2 separate regions of the Oncorhynchus kisutch genome follow, and region 2 is linked to region 1. Evidence: chromatin contacts called from public Hi-C data. All regions are on one chromosome and are shown on one strand. Each heading gives the region's core, a stretch centred on a gene start, on an enhancer-like site or on the middle of the called end of the contact. The rest is flanking DNA. Distances are from core to core; before and after follow the strand shown.

Region 1 (2,700 bases), core at 139-2,638:
AGTGCTGGGGCATTTCATTTATTGGTACATTCATTAATAGAATCGTCATTCATAAAAAGGGGTTTTAGGAGACTTCAGGAGATGTCATCGGGAGTAATCCACAGGTGAGGTTGCCTGGGGGCCAGCCAGGACAGGTCCACTTAGGAGTGGTGCTTGTAGTCCTCCAGGTGAGCCAGGACATAACCAGAGGGCCCCAGGATGGTGATGAAAAAGGCCGTCATAGCAATGGCTTGCTCCTGGATGAAAACAACACATGACACATGTTAAGACCTGTAACAATTTCATCTTGGAAAACATAACCACATATTGTGTTCCCTGGCCATTCAGTCTCAAGAGACATTAATAACAGCTGTCAGGCTAAGAAAGGCATTGGTTTCATTGCACATGCACGCCTTTGCACTCTTATACAACAACAAAAAACTATTGGCATATTAAAGCAATTGGCGGATTCATTTAAATTAGAATTGCATTATTCTAGCAAAATACAGGATACAGTCCAGTGACAGTGGTGAGCCATTTCTGTTTCAGTTTCCTTCACAAAGTCCTTGCTGAGCTAGTTTTAAATCGAACTGGGCACGATCTGGTAAAGTTTTACAAGGTCACACTATTGGCACAATCTCAAGTGGGCTCCATGCACATGAGCTAGACCACAAGGCGCGGAAGGGGGGGGGGGGTGAGCAGTATAGTTATCGATGCCAAACACATCTATAAAATTAAGAACTTGAAATAGTCACGCGTGCAACAGGCTACTAGCCTACGTGAATGGATTTACAGTGATAATGTCGTTTTGCGCACTTGCCCCATTAAGCCAGCTGACGTTGATATAGCCTCACAAGGCAAACCAAAGTCTGAAATCGAAATAAATAACACGGATTCGTAACGAAAGGGCGAACTCATGAAAGGGAAAGTGCGCAGCAACCTTCCGCATGTAGCCGACTTACCCCCACGGATAAGTGGTGCTTCGCAGGCTTGTGCGACAGGGTGGCTTTGGAGACGATCTGCGACCTCACTGCGACCCTTAGCAAATTGACAGAACCTCTGATCCCCGACATGATTCCTCTTTCGTGTATTTTGTTTTCCAAACCAATAGTCGTGGTGACTCTTTCTGTCTTGTGCCCAGGAAAATGTATTCAATGTCCCAGAAGTAGCCGTTGATTTGTGTTGTCCACCTGCCAAGTGTAACATAAGGTCATAACAAAAAAAAGAGTCGACGTATTTGAAGACCCCTCCTGCTGAAACAGCCTCCGGGTATTTAATTGGTCAGATCAACTGCGTTTAAGGCTCGGCTCCACAGACAGGCTGGCTGGGACCAGTTGATAGGCTGTACTCATGTTACCCCTGCCGGAACTTCTACTGCAATGCGAGGCAAATGAACGCAAAAACAACTGTGTCCCCCCTCACAGAATTAAACTGGTTTATATGCGTAATCTTCAAACAGGGTATGTTCGGAACTTCGGGTAAAGTATGTGGAACTATTGCTATTATTGTTGCAATGAAACAAATAAAAACTTGTGTGTGTGTGTCATGTGTATGACTGACCCTGCTGTATAGTGTAATGTTATTGAGGCATTTTATAGGGCTGTCATGCTGTAGCCTACTGAACTTGTCCCCAGACCATTGCACACAGAAGTCTGGTGCATGAAACTGCAGCTATATTAGCCGTAATTATAACGGATCACGTAGGGCCACATAGTTATTCTACACAGCACAGGACTGCGATGAGATTTTTATCTCTATTTTTTTCAATGTTATAGAAGGGACTTGTTTTTGATCAATTTATCCCAACCAGCGATTAATTTCCTCATCCTCGATGTGCAGTACGGGGATCTAAAAAATACCACGAACAAAGCCTCCAAAAAACACCTAAATACGTCCTTTTAGAAACGGAAAAGCTCTCAGTATAGTGATGCAGGTCTTTAGACGTTGTACACATGAATTTGTGTCATGACATGATATTATATTCCAGTTTGTTGCGACTCGAGCGATACCTCTCCATCCATTATAGCAGCAGGCTGGACAGAGAATTGAACAGCTGAATAGGGGAAACAGCTTGAGTCGCACAAAATTGAATATAATGTTGTGGATCATGTTCGGAATGACACAATTTCAGGTGTACAACATCTAAAAACCTGCATCACTATACCGAGAAAGCGTTTCCGTTTCTAAAAGGACGTATTCGGGGTGTTTTTTTTTGGAGCATTTGTTAATTTTTTGTCAGAGCCCGGTACTGCACAACAAGGATGAGAAAATGAATCGCTGATTGGAATACGTTTCTCAAAAACAAGTGAAATCGCAAATAAAAACTTGTGTGAACCCTTCTATAACATGCCACTTACTGATTCTTTGTTGTTGATTTGGTTGTAAAAAAAAGCAAACTTCTCCTTTAAAGTCAGGTGATTGTGGCCACTGTGAACCATACACTGTATTTTCTGCTGTCCTTCAGGTTACCATTATATCCAGCAGATGATGCTGTGGTGCTTGTTGTCACATTAAACTTTTTCAGCTCCACAACAAAACAAAAAAAGAAATCACCATCACCTTATCTTGAAAATGGCTTGTTACTCTTCATCGTTTCTAAACGTGATAATATCTGGTAGTGGCCACGTATCACTGGGCTGTGTGTTGATAAAACACAATAGAACGGGACCTTGAGGAGTGCTGAACGGACTGCCTGTATACAAACATTCATTTGTACATTAA
Region 2 (2,700 bases), core at 53-2,552, 200 kb after region 1:
TTCCCATACTTGAATGCATGCATCATTTGTTTAAATACTTTGCTCAACTGTAAGGTTTGTTCAAATTTCTCGTTAGATTTGTATCTCTCATTAAAAAAAAAACTTTAAAAGATTCACTTATTCAATGTTTGATCATGAATACGGTAATACGGTCACCACGACAGCCCTACTTGTGTGACAAGAAGCTGTAATCCTAAGGTCGGCAACTAAATCCTTGACGTTTCACCTGTGAACTGTTAAATTGGAGACCGAGTTTGCACTGAGATCAAGCTAGCTAAAATCCTATTGGTTGAAGAATTGGTCCGACTTCAAAAGCAACTAAACACAATCATGTCGGAATACCCAGTTTCCCACAAGCACATGAATGCCTCATTAGATAGTAACTTTGTGCAGTGTGTACAGGCAGTGTAGTGTGTGCACTAGGGAGACTTAAGTAACGTTTATACTCTGACAAACTATGAAAGTATCTGAGCTAGGCATCAGGGTTACAGTATGACTGTCCCTTCATATTGTGCACACAGATTTTTCAGTTACTGTAGTGGAGTGTGGAAGAGCTGTAGCTAACTTACTCCAAGTTGCTGAAGGGCTCCTCGATGTGGGACTTGGAGAATGTAAAACCTGCAAATATTGATGAATATTTAGGAATTATTGAGTTGTCTATAGAGTGTATTGACACAAATGTGGTTGATATTCAAAAACTAGGATACAAGACACAGAACGAAAAATTGCACATGTAAAACAAAATCAACTGGGGCATATTCATTACCGACGTCTCTTAAACAGAAGGACCTACCTGAATTACCGATGGGGTGTAACGTTAATAATTACGGACCACAATTTCTAACGACAGAATTCAGGCAGCTAGGGCCCTCCGTTTAATTACGTTTGATTCCGTTTAAGAAACGTTTCGCAACAGAGTCTGTGTAATGAATACGACCCTGACGATTAATAATGTTTCTATATGAACATCCCAAGTCAATTGCAATGATAGTGTCTCTAGCTAGTAATGTACAAACAATTGGATAGATACTGAAGTTAGCCTAGCTAGCTTGCAAAGAGATGCTGGCCAATGCTAGCTAGCGTACACTGAAGCTGTTGTTGCTAGGAAAAACGAACTTACCAGCTGAACGTGCTCTGTGTATTAAAAGGTAGTTTTGCACTTTTTGCGATAAAGTGGTTGATTTTTTTTATACAGTTCCAACCCTTTCTGCATGTGCAACATTTGACAACAAACACCACGAGTAAAATTCAACCTCTTCCTCGTCGGTGTTTGATTGGCGGAGTGCAGTATGTTACGCGGAGTTTACCGCCGCCTATCTTCTTCTTCGACCTTTTTGTCTTCGGCGGCGGTTGGTGTCCAAAGTTTAACACTCTTATACTTAGCTTGAATAAAAATATATATAATAATAAAATAACCTACCATCTAACACTATACTCACATTTTTATTTTATTTTTAATAATAAATAAATAAACATCATACTCCACAATTTCAAAATATTTTTTGCCTACTTCGGGCCAACAGCCTTAAAGGATGGGATACCACCACTTAACACACTCTTCGTCTCGCACAACCAAATACCTCTGCAGCTGCCACCACAACCTCAATTTTCAGAGACTCTAACCATTGCTATTAAAGCTAAAAATCCAATCTGACTGAAACATATATTGGGGTGGCAGGTAGAGCCTTGGGCCAGTAACTGAAAAGTTGCTGGATCGAATCCCTGAGCTGACAAGGTAAAAATCTGTCGTTCTGCCCATGAACAAGGCCGTTAACCCACTGTTCCCTGGTAGGCTGTCATTGTACATAATAATTTGTTCTTAACTGACTAGTTAAATAAAGTTTTTTTTTTTAATCACTTGTTGGTTTATCCTTCTGTACTGGTAGAAATCTTTGCAGGATCCCTCCCATCTCCCTCTACATTCTTCATTGCCTCAGCATTTGACAACTTCTGCACTACTCTAACCCTGGAAACCTGAACCTGCCTCTCGCACTGAACATTTGTGATCCCCAGCCCCATGGGCACCCCTACAATTAACACATACCGCTACACATTCCTTTGTCTCATGCATGGCATATCAATATCTTCTGCACACTTCTCACACCTAGCAGATTGCCTCCTACACACTGCTGCCACATGCCCATAAGCTTGACAACTGCAATGTATTCGGCACAAAAGCTCGTACATGATAACTTATATATCCTTTGCCGGGCAAAGACTCAACTTCAAAACTCAAACCGCCATTCGTTCCAGAATTCGTCTTTTCCCCCGAAACGAGTTAGCCGAAACCCCATTTAGTCATTGGTCAACAGCATTGAGTGTGGTGATTGGATAGAGTCAGAGAGCCTCAGCCAGGCGTGTGCGGTCAAAAGCAGGTTAACAGACAGAAGGGCTTTAACCCAGATACATCACAGGGACTATGTGGTAGTGAGAGGAAGTCCAATGGGAGAGGCATTCTACACCGTTTTATAAAATTGCGTTGTTTAGAAAGACTAGAAGGTCGAATTGAGTTTGTCCACACAGATACTTCACAGAGGTGGCGTTCCCTAACGGAAATATGCAAATACATGCTAAAAAGCCCAAAAAGGACCTCGCTAGCTTGTGCTTGGCTTTACCCACCTCCTTGCTTGTTCTGCCCAGTATGCTTTATTTGCTCCCACTGTAAACGACACAGATGAACTGTCTTGGGTTAGTTATAAA

Evidence for each region. Hi-C and Micro-C count contacts between places; a contact is called where the count stands out from the background.
Region 2: a Hi-C map of muscle shows a contact between it and region 1, with 10 times the contacts expected there. The contact joins the promoter of LOC109889647 here to the promoter of LOC109889645 in region 1. A contact is called at or near these places in 2 of 2 Hi-C or Micro-C datasets (liver and muscle).

What each region holds. Positions count from the first base shown.
Region 1 is chrLG4:50,540,977-50,543,676 of Okis_V2, forward strand. LOC109889645 (cytochrome c oxidase subunit 8B, mitochondrial-like) reads right to left here and starts at 1,389. Exons shown (of 2, transcript XM_020481226.2): 1 at 942-1,389; 2 at 1-236. The coding sequence starts at 1,052. The coding sequence ends at 141.
Region 2 is chrLG4:50,739,779-50,742,478 of Okis_V2, forward strand. It overlaps LOC109889647 (periphilin-1), which reads right to left and starts at 1,303. Exons shown (of 10, transcript XM_020481231.2): 1 at 1,121-1,303; 2 at 570-618. The coding sequence starts at 570.